2 separate regions of the Oryctolagus cuniculus genome follow, and region 2 is linked to region 1. A link is a contact called in public Micro-C data. All regions are on one chromosome and are shown on one strand. Each heading gives the region's core, a stretch centred on a gene start, on an enhancer-like site or on the middle of the called end of the contact. The rest is flanking DNA. Distances are from core to core; before and after follow the strand shown. Region 1 holds the start of COX6A2 (cytochrome c oxidase subunit 6A2). Region 2 has its middle 20 kb from the start of TRIM72.

Region 1 (4,359 bases), core at 255-2,754:
GTGTGAGTGTGCATGTATGTGCGTGTGTGTCCTGGGTCTCAGTAGCGGCTTCTGTCCGGTCAGTGGGCAGGCTGTCCTAGGAGGTGAATGAGACATGCAGCTCATTTGCACCAGTGCCGCCCTGAATTTGGTCTCCAAAAGCCAGAAAGTCCAAGCTTCCAGGAAGGAGCTGATTTCCCAGACTACCCCGAAAGAGCATGACTAGAATATTCCGTGTAAAGATTTAGGACCCGAGGCCGCACGCATTGGCTCAGAGCCCACGATTGAGATGGGGTTTCCTCCAGGTGGCCGGAGTTCAGAGGCTGTTACTCTGGGCTGTGCGCGTCAAGGGACAGTGGGGATGCAGGGTCTGCGGCCTTGGTTCGCTCGTGACCTCGCGTCCCAGCTGCCTGAGCCGAGACCAGCCATTGAATCTCCCGGCACCTCAGCGAGTCTATCTTGTCCCCTCTCCCCGTTCCTGTGACAATTCCATGTAAGGGAAAGCCCTTTGCTGCCTAGTCCCGGTTAACGACCGGAGGCTGAGGCGCGGGGTCTCCCACTTGCTCACGAAGGCCACGGCCTCGGATACCCCCGAGTCAGCGATGGGGACAAGGGGGAGGAAGCACATGGTGCGCCAAGGGCACTGCACCTGCGCGCGGTCCCGCCCATCCCGCCGTCCCGCAAGCCGGACTCGGGGCTTCTACACCTTTATTGGCCTGGGCCGCCCGGGCTCAGGGGTTCTCGTACCCCGTGGGCAGGGCATTGAAGTGCGGGTTGTGGAAAAGCGTGTGGTTGCCGTCCCCCCAGGAGTAGGGCTGTGGAGAGAGGGAGGGGAGCACAGGTCAGCGCCGCCCGCCTGGGGTCCCGCACCTCGTCCTGCCCCACGTCCCGCCCCGTGCCAGGGCCTCGGCCGCCTACCTTGGTGCGGATGCGCAGGTGGTGGTAGGGGATGAACTCGGGGCGCTCGCGGTGACCCGCGTGGAGCCAGCAGTTGAGGGTGCACAGGGCCACGCTGGGCAGCGCCAGCACGAAGGTCAGGAGGCGCCAGGTGTTGGCTGCGGGCGGCCAGGGGAAGGCTCGTGAGCCAGGCCCGAGGAGGCCTCGTTGTTGGGGGAGGGCGGTCTCCAGGACCGCGGGGTGGACTAGGTGGGCAGGGGTAGGCCGCGGCCCCACTCACCTCCAGCGCCTCCGTGGTCGCCCTTGGCTGCGGTGGCCAAGCCCCGGCTCAAGGCCCTCAGCGGCAGGGCCATGGCGTTGAGGACTCTGGGCAGGACTCTGTGCTGCAGGCTCCTTCCCCCAGGCCGCACTCTCCTCCCCTCTCTCTGGCCAATCACCTGTCCAGCCTGGGACGTGCCAGCCTATTTTTAGGGCGATTCTATCTTTAAAATGGGCCCTGACTGGCAGGAGGGCTCTGCGGACAGCTGCCCTCAGCTGCCTTTTATCTTAGCAAGCAGGCAGGCATCTGGAGTCTGAAATGCCAGTGTTACTGTGGCTGCAGAGGAGTATTTCATGCTGTACCTAGGCTAATTGGCTGACACAGGGTATGCTTTTAATAAATATTTGTGAAATTCGTTGTGTCTTCTGCTTGGTCATTTTTTAAAAAAAGATTTATTTATTCATTTGAAAGGCAGAGTTACAGAAAGGGAGAGGCAGAGGCAGGGACAAAGACAGATTTCTTCCATCTGCTGATTCACTCCCCAGATGTTGGCCATGGCTAGGGCTGGGTATACCAAAGCCAGGAACCAGGAGCTTCATCCAGGTCTCCCACAGGGATGCAGGGTACAAGCACTTGGGCCATCTTCTGCTACTTTCTCAGGTACATTAGCAGAGAGCTGGATTTATTCAATTTTACTTAGAAAGGCAGATGGAGACAGAGGAGAAGGGGGGGAGGGAGAGAGAGAGAGAGATCTCCATACCCTTGTTCATTTCCCTAATTCCCACAGCAGAGAGGGCATTGGACGGAAGCCATGAGCCCAGAACTCAACCCCTGTCTCCCATGTGGGTGGGCAGGGACTCCACTACTTGGGCTGCCTTCTGCTGCCCCAGGATGCACCTGCAGGAAGCTGGTTTTGGAGGTGGAGCTGGGATCAGACCCAGGCCCTGCTCTGCAGGATGCAGGCATCCCAAGCTGCGTCTGCCCTGCTGACCCCACACCTGCCCTTCATGCCCTTTGACCTGGAAGTGCACCGGTCAAGTCACAGTTCTTTGCAAGGAGCAGGGCTCACTCTCAGCATGGTATAAGGTCAGCATGTGAGAACCATGGGTAGCCCACAGTGTCTCTGCTATGGCCACTGCAAACCGCACAGCCAGAAGCCTCCGTGTGGGCCAGCTGCCCCGAGAGCCCACCAGGGCCCCACTGCTGCACCCCGGCTGCCAGAACCTTTGTCAGCGCTGCCTGGAGAGCCACACGCTCACACCACACTCCGTTTTGCACCCAAAGGAGCGCTGCACCAAGCCTGTGCCCTCGGATCTCTCTCCGCTGAGTCAGCAGGCCACACAGGTGCACCCATCAGCTGTGCCTGCGTCACTGCTTCGCCCTTGCTCTGTGAAAGGCTGGGAAGGAGAGTTCTGCCTTCAGCTGCGTGGAGTGGGAACTGCGTTGCAGAGAAAATCCCCAAACACAGGAAGAACATTGAAAAGATCCGGGGTAGCCACGAACCTGACCGTGCCTATCAGGTCCTTGCAGTCTGAAACTCGGCCTGGAAAGCCTGGGCAGGACCGCAGCAACCCTAGACCCCAGCAGCTCTCGGGAAAGCCGCAGGGCTGGGCGCGCTCACCGTTTCATCCTCAGCACCCGGCACGGAGTGGCTGTCCTGAAACCCGTATTTGATAAATGGGTGAGCATGCTGCATTGTGCCCCTGCAGAAATGGTATCTCAGAGCAGCCGTCCAGCAGGATGCCTCAGCTGTGAGCAAAGGCCGAGGAACCCAAGTGGAACAGTGAGGAAGGTGCATTTCCTGAAGGGGCTGTGTACCTGCCTCTTCTCGGATTCTCAACTGAACAGTAGAGTTGCCCATATCGGAGGGGAGGGTGATTTCAGGAGTGAGAGTCGTGGGTTGTTTTCCTTAGCTTACTGTAGAAATAAGAAGCTGCAAAACAATTTCAAAGAGGCAAAAACTTTTATTTCACAGAAAAGAAACTTTTATTTCATTAGCAAGCTATGGAAAAAGCGTCTTGCCTTGGAGGAGAGCAGTTAGAATGCCCGAGGAAGTGTCGCAGTTAAATGCATTACTATCTGTTCATTGGGTTATCCTATTATGGGTGGCCATAGGACAGAGTTTTCATATAGTGTATGTTGATTGGCTTGGGGCTCATGGAGATAGTGGGGGGAGGGTCTCCTGAGACAGCCTGTCTCTCCCTCAGGGGCTCAACCCCCTTCTCTGCTAGCTCTGGGTGGAAGATTGCAACACACTTGAAAGCATGGTTTAAAACTGTGAGGTCACACAAGATAGCCAGGATCTCTTGGAGCTGTTCCACCTCTCCCTAGGGGCTCAGCCCCTTCCCCTGCCAGCTCAGGGTGAAAGATTGCACCCACCCTGAAAGTGTGATTTAAAGCCACAAGGTCACACATGCAGCACCAGAAGCTACTAGTGGGGGAGATGCTGGTGGGTCTGGTTACAAACTTTCCAGCCACAGCTGACAGCCTGCTTGTGAAGGACATTCTAACTACACCGAGGAGGCCCACAGTTGCCCCCAGCCCCACTGGACGGCCTCAAGGAGCTTCCAAGAGGTTGCTGCTGTTTTATTTTAGGGACCTTGTCGAACTGTCACGTGTTACTAAAGTATCCCCGAGCCCTGAGATGAAACTGAGCTTTGGCCAGCTCTGTGGCTTAATAGGCTAATCCTCCACCTGCGGTGCCAGCACACCGGGTTCTAGTCCCGATTGGGGCACCGGATTCTGTCCCGGTTGCTCCTCTTCCAGTCCCGCTCTCTGCTGTGGCCCGGGAGTGCAGTGGAGAATGGCCCAGGTACTTGGGCCCTGCACCTGCATGGGAGACCAGGAGAAGCACCTGGCTCCTGCCATCGGATCAGCGCAGTGCACTGGCCGCAGTGCACCGGCCTCAGCAGCCATTGAGGGGTGAACCAACGGAAAAGGAAGACCTTTCTCTCTCTCTCACTGTCCACTCTGCCTGTCAAAAAGAAAAAAAGAAAAAGAAACAGCTTTGCTGACGGTTGCTTTTCCCCCTTTGGCCTTTGGCATGGCTGCAGACATGGGGCCTTAGTCCAGGTAAAGTGACCTGGCGTCCCCCTCAGATCCCCTCCCCGCTCATGTAAGAAAATGGCTCTGGAGACAGGAAACCAGGAGGGGAATTTTAGCTTGAGACAGTTCCAGCTTCTGTTCCGCTGCCACACAGCGTCTCTTCCCCCAAGCCCACGTCT
Region 2 (4,848 bases), core at 2,116-4,615, 190 kb before region 1:
CACATGTGTGTGTTTATATATGTGTATACGTATGTGTGTGTAATTATGAAAGATTATATTTAAAAAAGCAACGGGGAGAGAGAACTTTGGTCATTGGTTCATTCCCTAACTGCTGGCAATAGTCTGGTCTTCAGCCTGGGTGAAGCAAGGAGCTAAGAATTTTGTCCGGGTCTCAGGGTGCTAGGGCTGCCTTCCCAGGCTCAGCAGGAAGCTGGGCAGAAGTGGAACAGCCCTGCTCACCCACCTGGGAAAGCGGTGGGAAGATGGCACAAGTGCTTGGGGCCCTGCCAACCATGTGGGACGGAGTTCTCGGCTCCTTGCTTGCCCTGCCTCACTCCTGACCTCGTGGGAATTGGGGAGTGAACCTGTGGATGAAAGATACTTCTCTCTGCCTTTCAGATACGAAGTGGGGCAGCTGGGGTGCAAACCAGCACTCCGATTAAGGGATTGCTGCATTGGAAGCAGCAGTTTAACTTCCTGAGCCACAAAACAGCCTCTTACCAGTAATTGATTTGAGAGAGTTCCCATCTAATGTTTATTTACTTGAAAGAGTTATACAGAGGAGAGGCAGAGAGAGAGGTCTTCCATCCATTGGTTCACTCCCCAGATGGCCGCAGTGGCTGAAGCTGTGCTGATCTGAAGCCAGGAGCTTCTTCAGGGTCTTCCACGTGGGTGCAGAGTCCCAAGCGCTTGGGCCATCTTCCACGGCTACCCCAGGCCATAGCAGAGAGCTGGATCGGAAGTGGAGCAGCTGGGTCTCAAACTGGCGCTCATATGGGATGCCGGCACTGCAGGTGGAAGCTTTACCCGCTACACCACAGTGCCCACCCCTCTAATGTTCACTTTCCAAATGGCCTGCAAGTGAGTGAGGAACTGGGAACTCAATCCAAGTCTACAGGTGTGTGGCAGGGATCCAGTTTCTTTTAAAATTTTTTTATTTAATATCTTAAATAAAATAAAAGTTACAGAGAGGTAGAAAGCGAGATAACTTCATCCACTGGTTCACTCCACAGATGGCTGCAATAGCCGGAGCTGCGCTGATCCAAAATCAGGAGCCAGGAGTGTCTTTAGGGTCTTCCATGTGGGTGCAGGGCCCCAAGGACTTGGGCCATCTTCCACTGCTTTCCCAGGGCGCAGCAGAGAGCTGGATTGGAAGTGGAGCAGCCGGGACTTGAACTGGCGCCCTTGTGGGAGCCGGCCCTGCAGGTGGCAGCTTTATTCGCTACACCACCGTGCTGGCCCCAGGAACCCAGTTTTCTTGGCATTGCTGCTACCTCTGGGTTCAGGAGCCAGAGCTGGGACTCCAGCCTGGGTAGCTGGTGTGGGTGCCAGTGTCAGCTGCTGGCTGAGTAGCTGCCCAGTTTTAAAGGATTGGTTTGAGAGGCAGATTTGCAGGGAGCGAGCGAATAGGTCTTTCATCTGTTGGTTCACTCCCCAAATGGCCGCAATGGCCAGGCTGAAGCCAGGAGCCTGGAACTCCAACCGGGTCACCCACACGGGAGGCAGGGGCCCAAGTAGTTGGGCCATCTTTTGTTGCTTTTTGGGCTGTATTAGCAGGGAGCTGGATCATAAGTGGAGTAGCTAGGACTTGACCTGGAGCCAGGTATCACAGGTGGCAGTTTTAACCTGCTGCACCACAAAGCAGGCCTTGCCCCCACATTTTAAAACTTAGAAGAGCCAGCGCTGTGGTGCAGTGGGCTAAGCCTCCGCCTACGATGCTGGTGTCCCATGTGGACACCAGTTCTATCCTGGCTGCTCTTCTGATTGAGCTCTCTGCTGTGGCCTGGGGAAGCAGTGGAGGATGGCCCAAGTGCTTGGGCCCCTGCATCCATTTGGGAGATCTGGAAGAAGCTCCTGGCTCCTGGCTTCTGATAGGCCCAGCTCCAGCCGTTGCCATTTGGGGAGTGAACCAGCAGATGGAAGATTTTTGTCTCCCTCTCTACCTACCTCTCAAAATCTTAAATTATTAGTGTAGCGGCCAGCACTGTGACTCCAGCATCCCATATGGGTATGGGTTCTAGTCTCAGCTGCTCCACTTCTGGTCCAGCTCTCTGCTATGGCCTGGGATAGCAGTAGAATATGGCCCAAGTCCCTGGGCCCCCTGCACCCATGTGGAAGACCCAGAAGCAGCTCCTGGCTCTGGGCTTTGGATCAGCTCAGCTCTGGCCATTGCAGGCATTTGGGGAGTGAACCTGTGGATGGAAGACCTCTCTCTCCCTCTAACTCCACTTCAGATAAATCTTTTTTTTTTTTTTTTTTTTTTTTTTTTTTGACAGGCAGAGTGGACAGTGAGAGAGAGAGACAGAGAGAAAGGTCTTCCTTTGCCGTTGGTTCACCCTCCAATGGCCGCTGCGGCCGGCGCACCGCGCTGATCCGATGGCAGGAGCCAGGAGCCAGGTGCTTTTCCTGGTCTCCCATGGGGTGCAGGGACCAAGCACCTGGGCCATCCTCCACTGCACTCCCTGGCCACAGCAGAGAGCTGGCCTGGAAGAGGGGCAACCGGGACAGAATCCGGCACCCCAACCGGGACTAGAACCCGGTGTGCCGGCGCCGCTAGGCGGAGGATTAGCCTAGTGAGCCGCGGCGCCGGCCCAGATAAATCTTAAAACACACACACACAGACAAAACCCACAAACCCTTACAATTGTAGGAGAAAAGTTTCAGAGGCTTTAACTTTGTGGTGCTAGCTTTTGAAAGTATTATCAAGGGGACCTTGCTAACAGATTTGACCTGAGGACTTTTTAGGTGGTTAGCATTAGGAAGAGCTTTTGGAGACTTAAAGTTCAAATCTAGTATTCCGGAGGCAGGAACACAGTTGAAGAAAGGACTTTGTTTGGGTCTGGAAAAAATGATAGTACTCTCAGGTTTCTTGGACTATGGTTTTATAGCTCTAAGTCTTGGGTATGGTGCTAGAGAGGGGCGGTTTTTCTTTTAAGATTTATTTTAATTGAAAGATTGATAGGGAGATTTTCCATCTCTTGGTTCACTCTCCAAATGGATGCAGTGGCTGGGGTTGGGTCAGGCTGAAGCCAGGTCTCCCACATGGGTGGCGGGGCTCCATACTTGGGCCATCTGCTTTTCCCAAGGCGTGTAACAGGGAGCTGGATTGGAAACGGAGCAGCCGGGACTTCAGTCAACAGTACAGTTTGGGATGGCGGCAGGTGGCTGCTTAGCTGCTATGCCACAGTCAACAGTACAGTTTGGGATGGCGGCAGGTGGCTGCTTAGCTGCTATGCCACAGCGCTGGCCCGGTGAGAGGGACTTCTTTAACTGGAAAGCAGTTGAGGGCCACCAGTGTTGGAATTGCAGGGATGGGACGCAGTAGCCTAACCAGTTGAAGACTGAGGAAATGTGGAGCCAGCTTGAGTTGCCAGAACGAGGGTTGGGTATGGGACGAGGGTTGGGTATGGGACGATTGAGGCCAGGCTGGGTGGGTGGTGGGGCCTGGATTTTCCAGGCGGCGGCTTGCCTGTGCGTGTCTGACCAGGAGGTGGCAGTGCTGCATAGCTCAGGCGCCTCAGGGCTTCACTGCCCCCTAGTGGCTGTGGGGCCCTGGCTGTTAGATTCTAGGCTGACTTTTTTTTTTTTGCTTTGATTTCCCAGCGTTTGGGGGAAAGCTGGTTCATTTCACTTTCTGTGTCCCTGATGTAAAAAAGCAGATCTCTACCTACACAGAAGGCCCGTTCAAACCTACGTCAGTCTGAGGTGGTTTTTTTTTTTTTTTTTGGACAGAGGTCTTCCAACCACTGGTTCACTCCCCAGATGGCCACAACGGCCGGGACTGGGCCAGATAGAAGCCAGGAGCCCCGAACTACTTCTGGGTCTCCCACGTATCTGCCGGGGCCACAGCCCTTGGGCCATCTTCCTGTGCTTTCCCAGGTGCATTTGCAGGGAGCTGGATCAGAAGCAGAGCACCTGGGTCTTGAGCAGGTGTCCTTGTTGGATGCCAGTGTTGCAAGGCAGCAGCTTTACCCATGATGCCACAGTGCTGGCCTGGATTTTGGAGCTTTTCGGATTAGGGATGTCTAACTTGTATGTCTAATTTTGAATACATACATGGGTAATAGAAGATGAACTTGTTTTAGGGCCAATCAGTTGATATCCTTGCATACTTTCCATCATCGTGCATTTTCTTTTTTTTTTTTGACAGGCAGAGTGGACAGTGAGAGAGAGAGAGAGACAGAGAGAAAGGTCTTCCCTTGCTGTTGGTTCACCCTCCAATGGCCGCCGCGGCTGGTGCGCTGCGGCCGGCGCACCGCGCTGATCCGATGGCAGGAGTCAGGTGCTTCTCCTGGTCTCCCATGGGGTGCAGGGCCCAAGCACTTGGGCCATCCTCCACTGCACTCCCGGGCCACAGCAGAGAGCTGGCCTGGAAGAGGGGCAACCGGGACAGAATCTGGCGCCCCGACCAGGACTAGAACCCGGTGTGCCGGCGCCGCAGGTGGAGGGTTAGCCTAGTGAGCCATGGCGCCGGCAGTCATCATCGTGCATTGTCCATAAACTTTCGGAAGACCTGATTATTCGTCAATCACCTAGCAGTCAAGCTAGTCAAGTTGGGATTCTAGTTCAGGAGGACCAGGCGAGGCGTGAGATGTGTGTCTTGGACAGGTGCTGTGCTGGTGTTGATGCAGTTGGTTCCACACGTTTGGAATGACTTGTAATCTTGTTTCTTGCTCACTCCCATCCCTCTGCCTTGGTATAAATCTTGTTACTTGGACAGTGCTGTCTAGGGCCAGGTCCTGTGTGTGGGCTGTTTTGGTAATTAGCAGCAAGTCCAGCCAGCACTGCTTTGTGTTTGCAGCTGGGACACAAACTGGTGCCCATATGGAATGCTAGCGTTGCAGGTGG

What was found. A called contact is a pair of places that touch in the nucleus more often than the background predicts.
Region 2: a Micro-C map of ear pinna shows a contact between it and region 1, with 4 times the contacts expected there. The contact joins the enhancer-like site here to the promoter of COX6A2 in region 1. A contact is called at or near these places in 2 of 6 Hi-C or Micro-C datasets (ear pinna and an unstated tissue).

Annotation. Positions count from the first base shown.
Region 1 is chr19:5,796,207-5,800,565 of mOryCun1.1, reverse strand. It overlaps COX6A2 (cytochrome c oxidase subunit 6A2), which reads right to left and starts at 1,504. Exons shown (of 3, transcript XM_002721729.5): 1 at 1,157-1,504; 2 at 898-1,034; 3 at 671-794. The coding sequence starts at 1,229. The coding sequence ends at 711.
Region 2 is chr19:5,992,293-5,997,140 of mOryCun1.1, reverse strand. No RefSeq gene overlaps it. Among named protein-coding and RNA genes, the nearest start is that of TRIM72, 20 kb to the right of the region's middle. Within about 2 kb of position 3,365, at least 1 of the 8 cell types and tissues checked has an H3K27ac peak or open chromatin away from gene starts, as enhancers often do.